Regions from separate parts of the Mus musculus genome. Here regions 2 and 3 are each linked to region 1. The links are chromatin contacts, called in public HiChIP or PLAC-seq and promoter capture Hi-C maps. All regions are on one chromosome and are shown on one strand. Each heading gives the region's core, a stretch centred on a gene start, on an enhancer-like site or on the middle of the called end of the contact. The rest is flanking DNA. Distances are from core to core; before and after follow the strand shown.

What was found. Promoter capture Hi-C pulls out the DNA fragments that hold promoters and counts their contacts. HiChIP or PLAC-seq counts read pairs in DNA pulled down with a chosen protein or histone mark.
Region 2: a contact with region 1 is called in a promoter capture Hi-C map of neural stem cells. The contact joins the enhancer-like site here to the promoter of Gpalpp1 in region 1. A contact is called at or near these places in 15 of 39 promoter capture datasets (the 3T3-L1 cell line, 3T3-L1-derived adipocytes, the HPC-7 cell line and 10 more), 1 of 484 Hi-C or Micro-C datasets (bone marrow-derived macrophages), 24 of 115 datasets of contacts at active chromatin or transcription factors (bone marrow-derived macrophages, craniofacial prominence, embryonic basal ganglia and 17 more) and 3 of 9 other capture datasets (adipose tissue, embryonic stem cells and liver).
Region 3: a contact with region 1 is called in an H3K4me3 HiChIP or PLAC-seq map of bone marrow-derived macrophages, with 5 times the contacts expected there. The contact joins the promoter of Slc25a30 here to the promoter of Gpalpp1 in region 1. A contact is called at or near these places in 2 of 39 promoter capture datasets (the SN4741 cell line and erythroid cells), 4 of 115 datasets of contacts at active chromatin or transcription factors (bone marrow-derived macrophages, memory CD8 T cells, pancreatic cancer cells and 1 more) and 2 of 9 other capture datasets (adipose tissue and liver).

Annotation. Positions count from the first base shown.
Region 1 is chr14:76,108,599-76,112,466 of GRCm38.p6, forward strand. Gpalpp1 (GPALPP motifs containing 1) reads right to left here and starts at 2,217. Exons shown (of 8, transcript NM_026177.3): 1 at 2,019-2,217. The coding sequence starts at 2,106. Nufip1 (nuclear fragile X mental retardation protein interacting protein 1) reads left to right here and starts at 2,293. Exons shown (of 10, transcript NM_013745.5): 1 at 2,293-2,728; 2 at 3,326-3,399. The coding sequence starts at 2,335.
Region 2 is chr14:76,451,193-76,455,060 of GRCm38.p6, forward strand. The region is part of intron 1 of Tsc22d1 (TSC22 domain family, member 1); the gene reads left to right. Among named protein-coding and RNA genes, the nearest start is that of Tsc22d1, 37 kb to the left of the region's middle. Within about 2 kb of position 2,024, at least 20 of the 459 cell types and tissues checked have an H3K27ac peak or open chromatin away from gene starts, as enhancers often do. A contact at or near this core is called in neural progenitor cells, neural stem cells and stem cell-derived neural progenitor cells, where this site is marked.
Region 3 is chr14:75,784,775-75,788,642 of GRCm38.p6, forward strand. It overlaps Slc25a30 (solute carrier family 25, member 30), which reads right to left and starts at 2,263. Exons shown (of 10, transcript NM_026232.3): 1 at 2,151-2,263.

The DNA of each region.
Region 1 (3,868 bases), core at 967-3,466:
TAAATGTCCATCAACAGATAAATGGATAGCAGAAATATGGTGTAAAATACACAGTGGGATTTTACTCAGCTGTAAATAAAAATGAAGTCACAAAAGTTCTAGAAAAGTGGATATAACTGGAAAGTGTTCTATAGTGAGGTGACCCAGTTTCAGAAAGGCAAATACACAGTCCTCTCTGATGTTCATACAAGTGCATATTAAGTGGGCTGAGTACGGATATAAGCTATGAAACTAGAAAAGAGATTATGAGGGGGTTAAAAGAGGTATTGAAGAATAGGGGACACACATGAGACACAGAAGGGGAAAGGAGGTTATGGGAGATGCCTGAAGGCTAAAAGAGATAAGAGGGGGTGGGAAGAAGAATTAACAAAAAGTTTTGTTTAAAAAATGACATAATTCGGTCTTAAGGATGGCTCAGGCAGCAGTTAAGAGTGTACACTGCAGAGGCCCCAAGTTCAGATCTCAGCACCCACATCTGGAGGCTCCCAACTGCCTGTAACTCCAGTTTCAAGGGTCCACACAACTCCTGTTCTCTTCAGGTACTTGCATTCACACGCACATACCCACACACAAACACATGAATATAAATAATGGAACCTAATGCTGTGTATGCCAATTTTACAAACTACAGATCAAGAAGACAAAAGAAATTTCAATAAGAAATAAGCAAAAGACTATCAGAGCACAGTGGTAAAAAGATAATAAAAAATTAGAAAAGTGTTCAATTTAATTTCTCACAAGAAAATACAAGTTTAAATTACTACAAAATATGGCTTCAAAACACCAGATTGAAAAGACAGAGGAAAATGATTAGGGAGAACATGGAACAATCAGAACTCCTATACTCACTGAGGGCTTTGGTAAACTGGTAGGATTCTGAAACTGAGGGTGTATAACAGAGGAGATAGATAGACGGACAGACAGATAGATACACATGCACACACATACACAGTGCATAGTGGCACTCTTTGTAAGAGTTAAAAACAAAAACAAAACCAGAATCTACCCAAATGTCTGTTACCTGTACAATAGGTAAAGAAATTGCAGGGGATTTACCAAATTGAATTCACTCATACTTCTTCAACCTAACTGGGTAGAAATTTCCTTCCTAAAACAAAGAATAAAGGGAATTTTTAAAAATAACGGCACTAGAAATAAGATCTGGAAGGAAGAATCTGCCGGAGACATAGTCTCTGGGTAGCCAGAAAAACAAAGTCAGATCAACATTCTGTCAGTTTTGTTCTTTCCCAAGTAGAGTCAGCGCCGGCCTTCAAACTGGAACAAACACTAAAGCCGGAAAAGCATGAAAGAGTGTGCGAGGTATTGATGTGGCATAGATGCATGTTAAGGTTGCAAGACACAGTGAATTGGTGGAGACTGAGATATCCACAAATTAGTTGAACAGAATGTGTTAAATATTAGCGTAACTGGGGAGAGGAAAACCCGGAGGAAGACGTGACAATGCTCGGGAAGGTGACGCTTAAACTGGTATATGAAGGACGTTTTGTCAGGCATTTAAGTACAACCATAGCACCCCCAAAAGTCTATCGTCAAAGCATAAACTCGAACTGTGTGGGCACTGGGCTGCTGTGTAAGATGGAATGATAGAATGAGGTCGGGAAGTCAGGCCGGGGAGGAGAGAGGCACAGGATCTTTGGCAAGAGTCTTGTAAATCTGAAGATATAGAGATACTAGGTTCTAACTTGGGCTTCATCACGGACTAGCTGCGTGTCTTAGGCACCGATTCATCAGCCGCTGTCATCATTTGTAACACATGCACCATCCATCATCTTTTCTTATACAGTTGATGGAAGGGTTAAACAGACGACCGGACGAAGATTGATCAGTTAGCACAGTCCTATTCGTAATAATAGCAAATTGGGACTGTATAGTCATTTTAACGATGATCGGGTCCCAAACACTCAGGCGTTGCCCAGCTTTTCCCCCAGGGCGGACCGCGCCCACTCCACGGTGGTCGCCAGTCCTTCCCGGGAGTGCAGACGCCCGCTGCTGCTTACCCGGGCTCGGGTCCCGTTCCTCGTCCTCAACTGTCGCGTGCTCCTTGAAGCCTGGCGGCAGTGCCGGCCCGATCAGGTCCCTAGCCATTCGCTGCGACGCACAGTCGCTCAAAGCCCAAGCCAACCTGCACACGCAGTTTAGCTAAACCCAGGCTGGACGGTGTAGACCAGGATTTGCTGCAAGGCCCGAAGGTTTTTCCGGCTTTGTCTGATGACGTAAGCCCGCGATGGGCTCATTGGCCAGATTACTGTAACGGAAGTGACGCTTAATGATAGTTCCACAGTTGCACTTTGGGCTCGCTGCTTGCTAGGTGGCATGGCTGAACCGGCACCCGCCGTGTGGCCTTCGGCCCCGGATCTGACTCCCGCGCCCGGGACTCCGAGCGAAGCTGCGCCGCCGCGGGACAACTGGGTGTACTGGGCCATGCTGCCGCCGCCACCACCTCCTCTGTCGTCCCCAGTGGCGGGCTCGGAGCAGAGCCGGAAGGGACAGCCTCACGTGCTGCCCCAGCCTCCCTCCGGAGCGCTTCCACCGTTCGATGCTCAGATTCTTCCCGCGGCGCAGCCTCCTTTCGATGCCCAGGCTCCGCCCGATGCTCAATCTCAGTTCAGCGGCCAGCAGGCCTGGAATTTGCAAGCCTCCACGCCTTGGTACTGGGGATTGTCTCCTAATGGTTTTTCCACGTACCACACGTCTTACCAATCTCCGGGTAAGCTGCAGTTCCTAGTGGCCCTACTTTACTTTCTCTTTCTTTCCTCTCCCAGCTTTCTCTTTTTATCTCTCAGCTTTGCGCTGTAGTTTTGGAGGCTGGTAATGAGTATTCAAAATGTGTCTCACTAGGTTTCCTGCCACCTGCTCATCCAAAATTTTATTAATTTAACCCAACTATAAAACTGGGGACTACTTGCATAGCAGTAAACAAAACATACAAAAATCCATACCTTTTGAGAGCTTCCTATCCCCTCAGTGTAGGAAGACGCGATACAGGAGATAAAACTAGGTATTAGGAAGTAATGATTGTATGTATGCATTAGAAAAGGATTGATTGGGGGGGAGGTGGAGAAATGGGTTGGCGATGAGACTCTATTGCTCTTGCAGAGGACCAAAGCTCGGTTCTCAACATCCACACTGGGCTCTCAACTGCCTGTAACTCCAGCCTCAGAGGAGCCGATAGCTTTCTTCTGGCCTCCAAGAGTACCTGCACTCCATGCTACCTACACAGTTTTTGTTTTTAATCTAAGAAAAAAATGATCAATAAACAATTGTACCTTTGCAATCTTAAATGAAACCCTCTTTTCTTTTTTAGTTACACATTCTTATTTTCCACGATCACATGATGCAAAATTCAATTTGCCTCAAAACAGAAAACAGAAAACGAAGGTAATTCCAAGATGATAAATGTGGCCTTTTGAACTTGAATGTTACTGCTCTATATATTAAGTTGTAACTGTCAGTGTTTCACATCTGTGGTGGACATGGAGAGCTTTACTTGGGTAGTATGTTTAAGGAACTTAATTATAAGTAAAATGTTGAAACAAAATAGTATTGAAAAATAAATGATGAAATTATAGGAAAAGAAAGAACATTAAAACCGTCTTGGTGCCAGGCGGTGGTGGCTCACACCTTTAATCCCAGCACTCGGGAGGCAGAGGCAGGTGGATTTCTGAGTTCGAGGCCAGCCTGGTCTACAAAGTGAGTTCCAGGACAGCCAGGGCTGCACAGAGAAACCCTGTCTCGAAAAAACAAAACAAAACAAAAAACAAAACAAAACAAAAAACAAACAACTGTCTTGGTACAGACTTAGTAGGGGTTATGCTTACAAATAAATGTGAGTGTTAAAACCAGTGAA
Region 2 (3,868 bases), core at 774-3,273, 340 kb after region 1:
CCCCCATGGTGCTTTGCCAGGAGGTTTTCCCTCCTAGTTCCCAGTAGCTGCTCGCTCATTCCCTGGCCTTTGCACCAGCTGGGAAGCTAGGCAGCAGTCGCTGTTTCTGCATTTGCCTGCTTCTCCTAGTTTGAGCTGGCCCTGCTTGCGCTTGCCTTGACTATATTGGAGTCCCACGTGGAGGAAGAGTTGCTCTGTGCACTTTGCAAGCCATCATTGTCACTCGGATTTATTTATTTAGTCTTTCCTGACTCTTGAATCTGGTTAAGGGATTTTTTTTTTAATGTTCTCTTTCCTCTACTATCAGGTAGTCCTGATAAATCATTGCTCTGGGTATCTTCTAAAAATATTTTTTCTTTTTCTTTTTTCTTTTGTTTTTTCACAACAGGGTTTCTCTTTGTAGCCCTGATTGTCCTGGAACTCACTCTGTAGACCAGGCTGACCTTGAACTTAGAAATCCATTTGCCTCTACCTCCCAAGTGCTGGGATTAAAGGTGTGTGCCACCACTGCCCCACTTATTTTTTCACTTTTAACTGTGTATTTGTTTATATAAGTGTGTGTGTGTGTGTGTGTGTGTGTGTGTAGGTGTGTGTGTAGGCATTTATCAGCCGTTCACTGTGGGTGCTGAGTACTGAACTTGGGTCTTCTGAGAGCAGCATGCATTCTTTCTCCCTGAGCCCTGGCCCCAGGCCCACTGTAAGTATCTGTTAGACTTTCATACACCAGTTTTTAGTAAAGAAGGCTTTTGGAGTCTTAACAGGTTTAGAAATGATTGAAAACTGCCCAGTGCCAGCTCCGAGAAGCGCTCCTTGGAGACAAGCAGCTTCTCACAGAAAGGCTTCCTACAGTGCGTTGTTGAGGCTGGAGTTGACTGGCTCCATCGAGTTTCAGACCAAATGGTGATGCGGGTCAGCTCACCTCCCTGTGGGCTTAGAGCAGAAGGAAGTCCACTCGACTTTTCCTTACACATTGTCTCCAGTCACCGCACCTTGGACACCCAGACTGGTCTATTTGTACTGTCACAGCTTCTCAGATTCTGTCTCTCTTCAGTCTGTCCCAGCCTGGCTTTTGCTTCCTGCACCTGCACCACCGTGATGACTGTGGACAGTCATCAAGGCCCCCTCTGTTGCCAAACACAGCAGCTCATGACTTTCTCTGTCTGACCTTGTGCAAGCACAGCCTTGGTTTGAACTCTTGTACTTCCTGAAGTGCACTCTGTTGGCTTCTGTGACTTCATGTTTTCTCTCTTCTCTCTCTTCCTGTCTCTCAAGTTGCCATTGCTCTCCACCCCAGCCATGGATGAGCTTCAGGGCTCGGCGTGTTGTCCTCGCTTCTCTCTGTGCTTAAATGGTTTTACGCAAACCAGTGGCTTTCTTTGGCCACTGGCTGTCCACCAGTTTTTACCCTTTTGCCCTTCTCAGACCCTTCTTTGAGGAAAAGGAAGGTGACAGACGTGTAGACCTTGCTCTTTCTCTGCCTCACCTCAGTAGCTCCTGACCTCTCCCTTGATGTCACTCCATTACTATCCTAGTGAGTGGCATATTTGTCACAGTTGGAGAAGCAGTTTTATACACATGATGCGTAAGTTAATTTTGTAGCAAATTTGGAAATGTGTGGTCTTTGGGTATTAATTTTTCTCACTGTGACCTCTGGCACCCACCAATCGTTTCCCAGCCAGTTTGCCTGCCTTCAGTGTGACGGGGCAGACTGGCTTGCTTTCATTGGCACTATGTAGCTGAATGGTTTTTTCTTTCTTTCTTTTCTTTTTGGTGGCAGATCAGCTCCTGTCAGGCGTACATATTTGCTACTGTTTATGCATTGAATGGCTTCTCACAGCGGCTTTGGGGCTGATAGGAGGAATACCATCCATGATTGTTCAGACATTGCTTTCTTTATGTGGACCCAAGTTTGAATTCTTCTGGCAAAGTGCCCGTTCTCAGCCTCCCTCTGTAGCACAGGCTGCGACTGTCCTGTAAAGTGGCCGTTTTCATTTTGCATTCTTTGCCAGCTGTGGCTACCGGTTCTGTCACTTGGCGTCATCCCCAGCATCTGGCAGCGCCAGTGTCTGCGTCTGTCTGCTCACAGTGGCTCACGGTGGCTCACGGTGGCTCACGGTGGCTCTTCATTGTTTTAATCTGCAGGTCCCCAGTCCACGTCGCACTCTGTCAGAGTCTTGTTCTCTTGTCTCTTTGGCGAGCTATCCATAACTGCTACCCATCTAAAAGTCATTTTCTCAGTGGCACTGAAGTCCCAGTCCAACGCCGGGTCCTTACCAGATGGCCTTCCTTTCATGGCTTGACCTTTCATTCACCCAGTGGTGCCTGGGAGAAGAGAAAGGTTTCATTTTAATGAGCTGTGCCTCTCTAATATGCCATGAGTTTGGTAGTTATTATACAAAACAAAAATCAATAACAACAAGAAAAAACTAATCTCCACAGCCCCCTGTATTGCTTTCAATAAAGTTTTAACGGTTGAGTTTACATTGACGTCTGTGATCTATTTGGAACGGAAAAGTGAGGCGAGTGAGCAGGGTTTTCTTCTTTTCTTGCGGTTCTTCTCTTCCTGCTGTATCCCACCCAGTTGTTCCCAGCACCGGGTGTTGAGAGACTGTTTCCCCCTCTGTCCGAGGTCTCTAAGCTTAGCTGATCTTCACACCTCTTCTCTCAGTGTCTTTTCTCATCAGCCTCTACCCCGGATGGGCATCACCCTGCCTCAGCCGCTCCCATGGCCTTTGCTCTTCATGCCTGCCTCCTGCTTAAACCCAATTTTAAAAAAGTGTTTATTTTTGTACAATGACAAGCCCCATGATTTGGCCTTCCAGCTGGCTTGCTTAAGACACGATGTCTTACTCCCTCTTGTCATAGGGGATTTCTGTGACTGGGAGGTCCCCTACTCCCCTTTTAGAGCTCAGCTACATTTCCTCATGTTAGAAGTACCTTTGGTTTGTCATCATATGTACCATCCAGTTCTCCTTAACCCCCATCCTTTGTGGATGGGCTCCTCCGTTGGGATTTTTCTCTATTTAAAAGTACATATTCTGTGTACTGCCCGACTTCCTGAGGCCCATGATGTTGTCGGTCTTATCATTGCTTCTCATTGTATCTAATATATCTAATACACTTAGCTTGAAGGTAGTTTAAAAGTGTGTGTGTGTGTGTGTGTGTGAGAGAGAGAGAGAGAGAGAGAGAGAGAGAGAGAGAGCGCTTGTCTATATGTACACCATGAATATGTAGTTAACTTGTGGAGTCCAGAAGAGGGCTTCAGATCCCTAGGGCCTGGAGTGACAGGTGGTTGTGAACTGCCCCTGTGGGTGCTGGGAACTGGGTTGTCTCCAAGGACAGCAAGTGCTCTTCACCATTGGGCCATCTCTCCAGCTTGAAAGAATTCTCTTTTAAAATGGAAGTAACCAGAGCCGTGACTCCCCTAAGCTCCTTCATTTCTCTAGTTAGTGATAAAAGCAGTATCAGTGGGTTTTTGTTGTTGTTGTTTTTTAAGTGTGTGCATGCTTTGTGTGTGTGTGTGTGTGTGTGTGTGTGTGTGTGTGTGTGTGTGATCTGAATGTTTTCCCTTTCAGGCTTGGTGGCACCTCAAGAAAGGGATTGGCACTTTTCCATTTTTCATGTGTTCGAAAGCTGAAGAAAGTGGACTTGTGGGGAAGTGCCCAGAGTAGGCTTGGCGGGCTTGGCGGCAGTGTGGGAACAGGAAACTGGGATGGCTGTTCCTGAAAAGCCTTGTGCATTCAGGGGGAGCTTGGGAATGCCACAAACCTGCCTAGATTCTGTCCATGCCTCTCACTGCCTCATTTCTGTTTGCAGGGCGCCACTCCTGCCCCCCCCACCCCCCCCACCCCCCCCCCCGGGGTGAGAG
Region 3 (3,868 bases), core at 1,013-3,512, 320 kb before region 1:
GCTGGTGAGATGGCTCAGTGGGTAAGAGCACCCGACTGCTCTTCCGAAGGTCAGGAGTTCAAATCCCAGCAACCACATGGTGGCTCACAACCATCCATAACAAGATCTGACTCCCTCTTCTGGAGTGTCTGAGGACAGCTACAGTGTACTTACATATAATAAATAAATAAATATTAAAAAAAAAGAAAAGAGATTAAAAAATAAATAAATAAATAAATATATGTGTGTATTTGTAAGTGTATGTGTACGGATCATGTTACTAGGAAGACAGTCATGAGAAAGGAGGAAAAGACCTTCGGAGAGAAAGGAAACAGCTGATGGACTAGAAAGTAGAAGGGCCGGGGCCTAGCAAACACAGAAGTGGATGCTCACAGTCAGCTAATGGATGGATCACAGGGCTCCCAATGGAGGAGCTAGAGAAAGTACCCAAGGAGCTAAAGGGATCTGCAACCCTATAGGTGGAACATTATGAACTAACCAGTACCCCGGAGCTCTGGACTCTAGCTGCATATGTATCAAAAAATGGCCTAGTCGGCCATCACTGGAAAGAGAGGCCCATTGGACACACAAACTTTATATGCCCCAGTACAGGGGAACGCCAGGGCCAAAAAATTGGGAATGGGTGGGTAGGGAAGTGGGGGGGGGAGGGTATAGGGGACTTTTGGGATAGCATTGGAAATGTAATTGAGGAAAATACATAATAAAAAATATTTTAAAAAATGAGAAAAAAAAGAAAGTAGAAGGGCTCTAACTGGGCAGGCAGTCGATGGAGGGAGGGGGCGGGTGGGTAGGATGAGAAACAAAGCTATGAAGTCAGTGTGATGAAACTCACTGCTTTGTACGATTATTCTTTAAAATTGGCACTGCTAGTACTTCTGCGGGCTCTCCAAGTTCCTCTTATATAATTAATAAATCATTTTCATTTTGGTCTGTTCTTTCAGTGTACAGTCTTAAACCGTAATCACATACTCTTCCCTTCGTGTTCTCATAAATCTCTCCCCCATTACACTGTCTTTTCATAAGCCTTTCCTATTCCTATTCTTCATTAAAAGCACACAGTGAGGGGCCGAGAGATGGCTCAGCCTGTTCTTCCAGAGGACCAGGGTTCGATTCCCACTATCCACATCAAGTGGCTCACACCTGCTTAGAACTCCTGTTTTAGAGAATCTGATGCATTCTGACTTCCAAAAGTACTTCGCATATAAACTCACAGACACATAAATAAGACTGGGTGAATCTTTTTTTAAGTGTACAGGTAAAAAAAAGAAAAAACCAAACTCAACACATACTTATGAAATATGGTGTTTTAAAAACATTTTAGAAATAGTACCATTTTTTCACGAGATAATTAAGCCCATGTTACAAAAGTTGGCAGTGCCACTGCTAAGATCTAAATCCATGCCTTTCAGCTTCACACTAACACATCTCCGAATGTAGAATCTACAAGGGCGTTCGTTCTAGCATTGTTTTGCTATTCTTAGGCAAGAACAATCCTGACTACTGAGTGTTTTGCCTGAAATTACACCTAAAAAGCCTTTAAAACGCATTAGCACGTTAACTTTTCGAGCAATTCATTTGACAGGTTCTTGCGAACTCGCAAGCAGCAACCTAGCTTGTTGTTTCACGAGCAATTTGTGTGTGTGTGTGTGTGTGTGTGTGTGTGTACGCGCGCGCCCCATTACCTTAAAGAAAATGGACATTGTTTATTAACCGCCTATTTAGCAACGCTGATGATTGAACCCGGGACCCTGTATACAATAAATAGCTCAACCACTGAGCAACATCCCCAGCCCTACACCAGCAATTCAATGGATGAAGAGCCCTATCCCGGGTACTGAGCTCGCGGGTGCTGAAGCTGCACCGTCTCTGCCCACGGATGGGAGGGGCGCACACCGGTGGGAGGAAGAAGTGTCGCAGCAAAGGGTGCAACCCTTGAGCCTCCCGGACGCCCCCCTCAGCCATCCTCCGCAGATCCCGCAGAACCACTAGAACCCGGGAGCGAGCCCGGGTCCCAGAGCGAGCCCGGGCTCCGGAACCTCGTACCCACCGAACCCCAGCCCGCGAACCCCAGCGCACTTCAGCCCGGAGCAAACCCGCCGCAGCGGTTCTCTGGCCAGGTCCACAAGGCAGCAGCGCGGCCGGGAACTCACCCCGCGGCGGAGCTCCTCCTGCTACTCCTCGGAGCCAGTGCAGCCGCCTGGGAGCACCTCGGTGCGGGAGCGGAAGAAAAGGCCGCCGAACGGCGGGCGCGGCCCAAGCCGGGAACGGCTCCGCCCGCTTCTCGCCCGGACACGCCCACACCACGTTCTCATTGGTCACTGTCGACACCGGCTCCCTCAAGGCCACGCCTCCAGCCACAGCCAAGGAGACCCAGGAAGAGCGGGTCCCAGAAGCAACCAGACTGGGGTTCTCAGGCTCTCACTGCTGGGAACCGAGCTGCGGGCTGCTCGCTGCTCCCCACTGCCTTCGGTCTGTGAAGGGGAAGCCGGGAAGCCACAGACTCTTCTTCAGAGGGGCTTCTCCGTGTCTCCCAGAACCTCGGCAGTCGCAAAGAATCATCTTGCGTTCACTGTTTTTAACATAGAGCTTTATAATTTGAAATGTGCTGACTGAAAACTGAGAGCCCAGACTCACCAACGCTAGCATTTCGCAACTCTTGCATTCTTTCTGTGTCTATTCCTTTCACACCGAACTCTTGAAAAATTACCACTTATCATATACAAGAGACTGAGTACATTTTCAATCATATCCCATATAAATATGATAATATTTATATCCCCTTGCTGTCTCAAAAGGTCATCCACACATGCGCACAGGAAACTCGGGAGCTACTAAAAATCAACCCAATGCATCTGAATTCACCTCTCGTAAACTTCTTAAACCAGAGCTCTCGTTTTCTTTTTCTTTTTTTCATTAGCTATTTATTTACAATCTGACCGGAGCCTCTAGTTTCCTAAACTCTTCTTAACTTTGGCATAGTTGCGGTCCAGACCAATTGTCTTGTCAAGTTCTGGATTCGTGGGATTATTTCCTCGTGATTAAATTTAGAAACCTTTAGAACAATGGCGGATATTCACAAGACTTCCTTCATTTCTGGACATGCACTCTGCCAGTTTGTCATTGTTACCTACGGAGCAAGGTGCATAGAGCAAGATGCGGCTTGTTCAAGGTTCCTATCTCCTCAACAAAGCCCCTCCTCTTTGCATTGAAAACGGATGTGGACTGCTGGGTTTGTTTCTTGGAAGCCCTTGCTTCTGTGTCCTGGGGATGTTTTATCGTCTAGCACTCTCTGCTCTCCAGCACAATGCCTACCAGTTCTCAAAACCAGTTCTCAATAGTCCTTGCCGATTGTCCTTGGAAAGTTTTGTTATAAAGTTCTTCTGTGTGTTTCCTTTTATATTGTGTCACATAACATAAAACAGTGTAGTTGGGTTCTCTTTAGAAAAAGAACCAATATAATGACTATATTCAAAGGGGATTTATTCAGCCACCTCACATGATATGGTCTGGGTAGTCAGTCCAAGGATGGCTGCCTGCAATGTGAAAAGGCTGGGGGACCTGGCAGCTGCTCATACCAGCAGCCTGGGTGCCTCAGTAGTCCCAATCTGATGCCAAGGCTCCTGTAGAACCAATGGCCTTCAGTCCATCTTGGAGAGCCAATGAAGCCTGGTTCTGGTGCCAGCAAAGGAATTTAGAAGCAATGACAGAAGCGCTCACTAGCAAGAGGCAAAGGCAAGCAAGCAAAGGGTTTTCCCTTGGGGCTCCTTGTATATCAGCTTCTGATAGAAGGTATTGGCCACATTCAGGGGGAGTCTTCCCACTTCAGTTTCCCTGCCCCCACACATCCCTCACAGGCATGCCTAATCTA